Linked DNA regions of Zea mays: region 1 is linked to region 2. Evidence: chromatin contacts called from public Hi-C data. All regions are on one chromosome and are shown on one strand. Each heading gives the region's core, a stretch centred on a gene start, on an enhancer-like site or on the middle of the called end of the contact. The rest is flanking DNA. Distances are from core to core; before and after follow the strand shown. Region 1 holds the start of LOC100275596 (hydroxyproline-rich glycoprotein family protein). Region 2 holds the start of LOC100217007 (Retinol dehydrogenase 14).

Region 1 (5,026 bases), core at 2,348-4,847, 270 kb before region 2:
TCACTCTTTACTCATTACTTGCAAGAAGTTAGTAATTTGTGTATTGTCTATCATTTGTAGTGTTGACATAAATTGTTCATCTTATTTTGTTAACCTATCAAAGTTAGAAAATTTATATCCCTTGTTGTTTTGATTAAATTTCTCTAGTGTCTTTGATTTTAGTTAAAACCGTCTATTCACCCCCCCTAGCCGGTGTCCTAGATCCTACAGCCTCCCCCTAACTCCATAATCCACCTACTTCCTATTTTATACCAAAGATACTTGTATAACCAAAACCACTTGTAAGATCAAGATTTTAAATTTTTGAAATTGGGTGGTGTTTGGTGTTTGATATATTTTGAGTTGCTTTGGTCCCAAAAACTTCTCCCCCTTTAGAATGAACCACCGAAAAGGAAGACATTAAAAGCATATAGAAAACAAATAAGACTTGCCCTCTAACAGATAGCTCCCCCTAAATGAGTGTTCTCCCACTTTGAAAGAATATTCTACCCCTTTGTCATATAAGAAGGTATACTCCCCCTGTCGGAGATCCTCTACTTAGGAAAAGCACATGAGAAAGAAAGGTACAATATATGACTGATTAGACTAACGCCACATAGGTAAAAGATATATTTTAACAACATATGCATTTATAGAAACATGGGAAACATAAAATATGAAATATAGTCTAAGCAAAATCTGGAGAAGACATGTAATTGATACCAATAGAGGAATATGGAAATTCTTGTAGATTTGAAGTGGAAGCTTATTGTCTATCTCCGGGGACTCCATTTTCCTTCAATGATACTACTACATGTAATAGACTTGAAAACATGTATTAGTATCAAAGACTTAGATTATAGAGTAACCTCCCCCTGAGAGTGTGCATACAAGTTTTGAATACTTGTAGGAGACATGCACTTTGATTTTGATATCAAGAGGGGCAAATTATCTATAATTCGAGCTTTGGAACATATAAGTTAATTGATACCAATTATAGGATATCAATTGTAGGATATACCATATGAAGTGTATAAACTATACGTTAAGTAGTATACCATATGAAGATACCAATTGGAGTGTGAGTATCATTTACTTTGGAATATTGAATAAGCTATGTGTCGTGCTTAACTAACATTTTAAACCATGTAAGTTTGCTCAAGAATATGAATTCAAAACGAGCATTCCTACCATATGATTGACCTAGTATACATGCAATTTTAATCAAAAGAAAATACCACATGTAAAGCTAGGCATGTAAGGTAAAAGCTAGATATAAGAAAATAGATACACATATCAAAAAACAAGGAAATGCAATAAATCTAGTTGCCTTAGTCATGGGTGGGGAATTTGGGTCCAAAGTATTCACTAACCCACTTGGCAATAGACTTGGTCCAATATGATGCATCCATGATATAAATCCCAATTTTGCCAAGTCTCCTAATTCCCCGAAGTACTTCGGACTTCTCACTTCCCTCTTGGGATCCAAACCTTCTTGGTGATTTTCATGGTTGAGATAATTTCCTTTGGCACCCAGATGTGTTTGGCCCCCTTTCCTTTATTGGCTTGCTTGTTGGCCATGATTGCTATCACATTTTCATTCTTTTTCTTCTTGATCAAATTTGGTGTAGCGACCTTTTTGTCCACCTTGTTGATGTAGGTGTTGGAGATTTTGCTGGTTGGCTTTTGCTTTTGCTTATCCCTGGTCTTCTCCTTGCATTGATAAGACTTGCGGCCTTCCTTGTGGCATAGCCTACAAACCACAGTTTCTCCCTCTCCAGGCTTGTTCACTCCCGCAGTGGTGTTATCCTATGGAGGTTGGGTTTGTTTGGCTTTGTCTTTCTTGTCATACAAAGCCTTGACTAGGCGAGCCACCTCTTGCCATAATTGCTCATTCTCCATTGCAATCTCATCCGAAATGTTTCTATAACTTCATTCTTAACAAGAACATGATTGCAAGGATTATAATTATCAATTAAATCAAAGCAAGAAGTATAATCATCTTTCTTAATAATTTTAGGAATTTCAATTAAAGATGCTCCTCGGGTGCTACCGATGTTCTCTAGCTTACTAGTTAGCTCATTTTTATGTATGCTAAGAATTTCCATTTTTTCTAGCAAGTTTTCGATGGCTTCTTGAGAGCTAGCTAACTTAGCCTTAGATTTTTTATTCTTTTTGATAAGGCTATCATCGGTAGTTGAGGATGGAGCATTAGACTCCGATTGCTCAATTTTAATTGTTATCTCACAATTCAATTTACAAATGTTTCAAATTTTTCTAGAAAACATTTATAATCATTTTGAGAGCTAATCAACTTATTTTTCAAAGTTTTAAGTTGAGCCTTTTGTTTAGTGCAAACATCCTCAAAAAATATTTAATGGCATGCACAAGTTCATCTAAGGAGGGCTTTCCCTCATCATCACATTCATCATCACTATCATCACTAGAGGATGGGATACTTGTTTTACCTCTTGCCATAAGGCATTTGTATGATGACCGTGAATAGCGTGATGAAGAGTGGTGGCTGCGAGTCCTTGGAGAATCATCTTTGCTTCAAGAATCATTCCAAGTTTTGACACTTGTAAGCGTCTTGCCTTTGCTCCTCCTCTTTCTGGGTTCGACCATATTTGGAAAGTTGTCCTTGAAGTGGCTCTTCTCCCCGCATGCGAAGCATCCTCTTTTTCTTTGTTTTTTCCTGTTAATGTTAAAGAGAAGATCATCGACCTACAGGGGCACACCCATTAGATTAATGTTATGAATCATCCCCATTATCTTTCCGATGCGACGGACTGTTTCTTCGTCCTCAGAGGATGATATTGAGGGCTGATCATCTTCATCATCATCACTTTCTTCTTTTTTATCTTCTTCACTTGAGGAGCTTGGAGTGGGAGCCTTCTTCTTGCCTTCCTTTTCATCACATGCAAAAGCACTCGACAAAACAACTGTGTCCGGTAGTGTAGGGCAAAAAGTAAAGGAACAAAAGATATATTGATTTGATTCGATTATTGATGCGCACAATCGGTCATTACCCCTTCATATGTATAAGGGAATAGGCCTAGAGCCATTTCTAGACGTTTCCCGATATAATCCGTGATATTAGAGGGATAAACATGCGCGGAAAAGAGGTTAATTACGCCTATTTTGATTTGATTGTGAACCGTCCGGCCATATCTAATACCACAAATAGTGATCAACACTTATCTTTGACCAATCTGAAACAATCCTCGCAACGAGTAATGATGGGTTCTTCGCTCTTCTTTCTCCTACCTCGTAACATTTTCTGTGCCGGCCGGCGGGCTGCTGGCTGGATTTCTCGGTCTGATGGTTGTTCCTGGCTGGACGATGCACGGGAAATGAGATCAGTGGATACGCCATGCCAAATTCGACGTGGATGGAAATCGCGTCGACGGCGTGCCGTGCTCGAGCAGGCGCTCAGTCGTGGATTTTGGTCCGTGTCCATGACATGTTGCCTCAACGTGTGGATGTGGGGGTGGCACGCCTATTGTGCACAGAGCACGTACACAAGCCGTCCGTGGACTTGGCGTTGACGAAGGGGAACCAATCGGCAGAAGTCGTTCCGTTCTCGTTGCTAATTGGATGATTGATTAGTGCGTCCTTGACTGACCCGCACCGATGGAAGGGAAGGGAGTCAAACTTTGGTTTGAGTCGGATCGGAATCAGACCATCGGATGGATGAAATGGACGATGAGAGGAGCTGCCTCTGTGTTCCTGCCTTTCCCGATCCCAACTCCCACGCTTGGCGTGACGCGCCTTTTCCTTTTCACCCATCTCTTCCTTCCTCAATTCGTGCTCCAAATAAGCAACAAGCCGACCCAACGATTGATCAAGCAAAAAGCTGCTTCTTCCATATGATCCACCACCGATCACTTCATAACTAGCCTCTTCTTTCCTTCAATTCGTTCACGACACACAGCATATCCAATTAGGCAACAAGCTGATCCATCGATTGACCGAGCGAGCAGGAAAAAAAAAGAGAAGAAGATGCAGCAGCAGAATGATGACACGGTGCACGCCGCAGCCATCGTCTTGGCCGCCGCCGCGAGATCCACCAGCACAGGCCTCCAGCGGCACCTCCAGCAGCTCGACGACCACGACCACGACCACGCCAACTGCGTCACTGAGGTATCTAGTACCTGCGGCTTTCTTTCAGAATTTCTGATGCATCAATCGAGTTCCGCAAATCATATCAAGTATTGTTTTCTGATTCAACAAGCTAGTAGCATAGCTGAGCTGATCCATGGTGTGTTCTAAACTCTGATGGTGTTGTTTGCCTGCCTTGCCTTCATGCTTTGGGTCTTGGGATGTCATGCAGAAGAAGACGAGATGGTGGTCGCGTCTGAAGGCCAAGCTCAAGTCGTTCCGGCCGCACGGCCACCCCCAGCGCATCGCCGACGCGTCGCGGTCGCCGGAGCCGCCGGGCGCACCATGCGCCGAGCAGGCGCCGGGCAGCTACAACTATGCGCGCCACGCGCCCCAACCTACGCTGGCCTTCGTGGCGCCGCCGCCGTCGCCCGCCACGTCCGTGCTCACCTCGGAGTCGCCGTCGCCCGTGGTGCTCCTCAACGCCAACGCCAGCAGCTACAGCTCGCCCACGGCCTCCATCTTCGCCATCGGCCCATACGCCAGGGAGCCGCAGCAGCTGGTGTCGCCGCCGGCCTTTTCCGCGTCCGCGGGCCTCACCGAGCCGTCCACCGCGCCACTCACGCCCCCGCCGGAGTCCAGCCTCCAACTGCTGGCCACCACGCCGTCGTCGCCGGAGGTCCCCTTCGCCCAGTTCCTATGGTCTTCCGCTGCGGCAGACCAGCAGGCGCACTGCTCTGGCGGCGGCACCGGCACCGGCACCGGCACGGCCAGCGACGGTTTCCTCCACGCCTACCAGCTGCAGCCGGGCAGCCCCGTCCTCAAATCGCCGGGATCGACCTCCTCGTCGCCGCCACCATGGAACATGGAGCAGCAGCACTGGGTGCCAAGGCACAGTGCTGGTGAGCGCGTCACCATCAAGGACGAATCAATTGATGATGGGGCG
Region 2 (5,521 bases), core at 1,296-3,795:
TTATGGTTGGATCGATGGCTGCATGGAAAATCTTCAGCTGAATTTGCCCCAAATCTGGTTTCTTCAGTGCCTAATCGTATTCGGAACATCAGAACTGTTCAAGGTGCCTTGGCTGATAATCAATGGCTCCACGATGTTAGAGGTGTTCTGTCCTTGCAGGCCTTCTATGAGTTCTTTTTGTGCTGGGACATGCTGCAAGGTTTTCATCTTGGCCCCGGAATTCATGACCAGCATGTATGATTCCCTTCCGCATCAGGTGCCTACTCTTCCAAGTCGGCTTACAATCTTTTGTTTGTGGGGCTGTGGTGTTTGAGCCAGCTGCACGCATCTGGGAGACGTGGGTGCCTCCTAAGTGTAAGTTCTTCCTTTGGTTGGCCTCTCTAAATCGCTGCTGGACAGCGGATCGCCTGGCTCGCCGAGGCTTAGCGCACCGTAAGTATCGCCTGCTTTGTGATCAAGAGGAGGAAACTATACAGCATCTTCTTGTGGCTTGCGTCTTTGCTAGGCAAACTTGGTTCTTGGTGCTCTCGCTAATAGGTCTGCAGCAGTTAGCTCCTGATCCTGGCGTTTCAGTTTTCCAATAATGGTGGAAGGCAGCTGTGTTGAAGGAGCCTAAACAGAAGAGAGGAGGCTTTAACTCGATGGTCGCTCTTGTGGCTTGGTGGCTGTGGAAACATCGTAATGCATGTGTTTTTGATAAAATTTCCCCAGTGTGGCCATGGTTGTCAAAGATATTAAGGAGGAAGCCAGGTTATGGTGCTTAGCAGGGGCACCGGGGCTGAAGCAGATTTGGCCTTAGTGTATTGTGTGGTTCAGGTTCTCTCTGCTGTCTTGTAACCCTCTTCTATTTTCGTGCATTTACCGCTCCGACGGTTTGTATCGGTCTATTTTAGATCTTTTTCTTCTTAATATAATGGTGCGCAGCTCTCATGCGCGCTCGAGAAAAAAAGTTGCAATGCATACAAATGCATTGTAACTATACATGCACCATAAGGTCAAGAAAACATGCATGTGTTAGATGGACAAGACATACCTCAAATCGCCTGGCAAGTTCATTAGCATGCAATATGTTTGCAAGCTTTGATTGCCCATATGCACCAATGCTACTATACCTGCACAACACAAGATTGAACAAGTGGCTAGGTTTTCTTCAAAACAAAGTAAATTAGACCGTAGAACATAATCACAGCACAGCAATTACATACACTGATTCATCGTTGATCTTGTCAAAACGGATTCCTTCCCGATATGCAAGTCTGTGCCCCTCTGATGACACGTTGACAATTCTTCCTTCCAAATTTGATTCATGAGAGGTCCTCTTCATGGTATCCAATAGAAGGTGTGTGAGCAGGAAATGCCCTGAAAATTATGAAATTAGAACCACAGTTTAGTAAAATTGTGTCTAAACACCATGATAAATGAAAACTTCTGAATAACGGTCAGGTAAAAAACTCCAGCTTGAGTTAGAGCGCTAGACTTGCACGTGCTATACAATGCTATATGATTTGAAGTAGGAAATCTCCATACACACAACAGTTTAAACAAGCAGTGAAGTATACTGAATGCGTACCAACATGATTAGTTGCAAACTGCATCTCAATTCCATCCTTTGAAAGCGCAAAAGGTATTGCCATTACTCCTGCATTGTTGCTGCCAGCAAGAGGGCCAAGTAATCAATTAAATGCCATAAGATATATTGAAGCTACACTTTGAACAAATGTCAAGAGAACCAGCATTGAATTAGCAGACCTATCAATATATAGTCAGATTATTAGAACAGGCACAAGAGAATCTCAAACACAAGAATCACACAAAGTTAAATAAATTCTACCATTAACATCTTGTAATTTGGAACCGAGTACGAGCTGTTTCTCCTGACTGAATTAGTGATTCGTTAGGAGTCATAATTCATCCCAGGTAGCAAAGCAGGCAACAATTAATATAAACATAATACATACATAAGGATGTTGAGGGGGAGACCCCTGTCGATGAATTGGGACGCGAAAGCGCGGACAGAGGCCATGGACGAGAGGTCGAGCTCCATGACGTCGAGCTTGGCCCCCGGCGCCTGGGCGAGGACGGCGTCCTTGACGGCCTGGGCAGCGGGAAGGCTCCTGACGGCCATGATGACGTGGGCCCCGCGCAGCGCCAGCGTTCGCGCCGTCTCCGCGCCGATGCCGCTGGACGCCCCTGGATGGGATTGGGCTGGATTACTAATAATAAATACTATGAAGAAGGAAGAAGAAATGTTGGGGAATAAGTACGGACCAGTGACGATGGCGGTGAGGCCGGCGGCGGAGATGCCCTGCGTGACTTGGTCGGCGGTGGAACTCCAGGAGAAGCCGGAGGGGCCCCGGCGGCCCAGAAGCCACGAGGTCATCATTTTCCCTCTCCTTCTCAAATGGCAAAACTCGAGCTTGCCTGACTGCCTAGCAGCAAATCCAGTCAACTTACCGGCGCCCTGGCGAAGCTTCCTGGAAACCCCCTACTCTCGCCGTCTCTGACAACTTTGGAAGCCTGGAACCCGAAGAGGGAGAGGGTGGGCGTGACGAGGCCGTGAGCCGACGATTCGTGTGCCCGTGTTCATATGTAAAAAAACAAACCTTCTACTGTAGACATGATATGTAGTCTACCCTGTCTAGGAATGAAAACCGATAAAAAAACGCATCTCCCGTTTTCGTCCCCACATTTTATCACCGAAAACAGGATAGGTCCAGAATAATCGAGAACGAAAACGGTAGTGAGATAAATGGGTGTATGAAAAAGAACGAAAGCGGAAATATTAAACGGAAACTCGTAATTTAATACATACACGTACAATATTGATGACTGACTAGCATGACAATTATATGAAACAAATAGATATAGAGAGACAACATTTTATTGTTGTTTGCTTGCCAATAGTATATATAGCTACGATCGATGTCGTTTGAGCTTTTAAACCACTTGCCATTAAGGAGAGCCGGTGGCTAGAATGACCACTTATGTTATAATATATCACTTAAGAATATGATAATTTAGTTTGTGCACTAATGTATATTGGGGTCATCCCGGATTTCTTAAATACGGGATAAATATGGGTTAAATTTGAAAAATGGGATCCCACGAAAACGGACGAAATAGACTCTCCTGTTTCCAGATTTTTCCGAAAATACGAAAATGGACGAGTTAAATGTGAAAAACGGTACAGATTAGGACTGGATTTTTTCGTCCGTTTTCAACCCTAATCCTGGAGGCTGTCACGATTAAAAAATAAAGCAAAGGCTAATAAAGTAGCTCGAGGCTTTATGTATTTACCACGTCACAAAGAGTCAACAATAAAATGAACACATATGATAATCTGGCTCTTAAGTACTCCCTCTGTCGCAATTTATCATTCGTTTGACATTTTCAAGTTTGACCGGCTCGTCTTATTCAATTTTTTACGTAAAAATAAAAAAATCAAAGCCACACTTAAAGTATATTAGTCAAAATTAATCAAATTTGGTATAAAAAGGTCAAACGAATTATAAATTGAAACGGATGGAGTAGACTATGTTAGTCTCAGTGAAACTAAAAATGTTTAATGCTGATATTGGAGGGCTATTTGGTTCCCTAGCGAAGGCCATCTCCAACGGTTCCCGAACCGTCTCTCTCCCCCTCATAAATGGGCACTATAGCTCCCCGAAAGCATCCAATTGTTCACACCATTTTCTCCCCCTCCCTCCGTGAGCTACGTAAACGCCTCGTATGTGAGGTGACCCTATGCTCCCATCGCAGTCGAGTCGGTGCTCTTCTCGCCAACATAAAGTTCCTCTCGTGACGCACGTTCGCTAGCCCTGGCTTCTTCCACATACATTGACGCTTCGGTGCGATGCCGAGCAGCATTGAAGAACCCTATGTCCGTGGAGGTGCCTTCGCCCGACGGTGGTCCGACAGTTCAAATAGAGACGACCGACGAGGCACAACGAGTAGATCTAGTGGAGTGAAGTGGATCCAGAGCTTCCACACCGTATAGCCGTCAAGTTCGACCTCTGAGGCGTCCACGGGCTTCCTCACTAGCGCAGCCTGCCCCGCATTCGACCAGGTCCTTTCAGACTTCGTGAGGCTAGCCACATTCCTCATCCTCGATCGATCAGTTCCGTTGCGCACATCGTCAGCGACATAGATATGGTCATCCTGATTGATATACTTCCCCTTTTCTATACTGAGTTGGAGGAGTTACCCATAGGTTGGAGATGAGGTGAAATAGGGGGATGAATGAAATAGGAGGAGATATTTAAATATGCTGGAAAAGTATTATCGGGTACCTAGGAACGGAGTACCAAAAGTAAGGCCCATGAAACCTTCTTGCTGACCAAAGTCTCCCCCACTGAGCAAGTTCACAAGGTAAGGCGACCGATCAGGTCCCTGCCGAACAGGATCGCGAGGCAGAGCGACTGACCAGGTCCCTGTCAAGCAAAGCTGCGAGTCGGATCGACCAACCAGGTCCTTGCTGAGCACGTCCGCGAGGCAGAGCGAACCATCAGTGTGGCAGAACCTCCCAAGTTATTGGGCCCACATGCACCTGTCCTTGTCTCAAAGACCTCAGACGACTATGCATGTGCACTAAATAACTTAACAGGATCCGTCCGAGTGTCCACCACGCAGCGAGTGCGAGCGGTTGTCCGCCTGGTGTAAAAATTCTGGCGCTTCGCCTTCTTACCTGCAGCACTATATAAACAGACGAGTAGGTGTGAAGTTACCACAGCATTCATTGCTATTTGTACTGTTTTGCTGCCAAAATTTTTAACCGTCACCGAAGCTTGTCTGTCAGAGTCGAACGAAGCTCCAGTTTGAAACCTGCTTCGGAGGAAGAAAGTATTAACGTTCCACAAGTTCATAATTGAATGGCCAGAGTGCGTTCTACTGCCAGGGTTGAGCGTGAGGGGGACGAAACTGAAGCTTCGGAGACTGTTCCCATCTCCGAAGCTATGCAACGATCCGGGCTGGTGACTTCGGAAAAGATCCCTCATGATGATGCAGGACAAGCAGAACAAGCAATCGCTGAAGCAGAAGAAGAAGATATTGAGGAAACTGATTCTGAAGATGATTATCGCATTGCCATGCCAAGCAAGCCCAGCCACTTGGACTTCGGGAAATCTACTGTTTCGAAGGCTGATCTGTCCAAGATGGTAAAGTCAGGCTTTTTTACTGAAAATCAGAAGAAGCTATTACGCTTCGGAGGAGAAGAAACTACCCCAAAACCAGAGAAAGATGAAATTGTTATTTTCAAGAGCTTTTTAAAGGCTGGATTAAGATTCCCCCTACATGGGATCATTGCAGAGGTGCTGAAGAGGTTCGGTATCTATTTTCATCAGCTGACCCCTAACGCTATCGTTAGGCTTATTGTTTATATCTAGGCAATCCGAAGCCAAGCAGTGGAACCATTTGCGGACAGCTTCTGCCGGGTTCACGAGTTGCATTATCAAACAAAGGCTAGAAAAGATGGATTGCACGATAATTTTGGTTGCTATAACTTCGCCTATCGAAAAACTACAAA

What was found. Hi-C and Micro-C count contacts between places; a contact is called where the count stands out from the background.
Region 1: a contact with region 2 is called in a Hi-C map of endosperm, with 1.9 times the contacts expected there. The contact joins the promoter of LOC100275596 here to the promoter of LOC100217007 in region 2. A contact is called at or near these places in 4 of 25 Hi-C or Micro-C datasets (ear, endosperm, leaf and 1 more).

The regions. Positions count from the first base shown.
Region 1 is chr7:55,749,443-55,754,468 of Zm-B73-REFERENCE-NAM-5.0, forward strand. LOC100275596 (hydroxyproline-rich glycoprotein family protein) reads left to right here and starts at 3,598. Exons shown (of 2, transcript NM_001149646.1): 1 at 3,598-4,122; 2 at 4,313-5,026. The coding sequence starts at 3,982. LOC103633883 (probable pectinesterase 15) reads right to left here. Exons shown (of 1, transcript XM_008655551.4): 1 at 4,006-5,026.
Region 2 is chr7:56,021,634-56,027,154 of Zm-B73-REFERENCE-NAM-5.0, forward strand. LOC100217007 (Retinol dehydrogenase 14) reads right to left here and starts at 2,546. Exons shown (of 8, transcript NM_001143383.1): 1 at 2,269-2,546; 2 at 1,959-2,190; 3 at 1,571-1,650; 4 at 1,206-1,359; 5 at 1,034-1,112. The coding sequence starts at 2,383.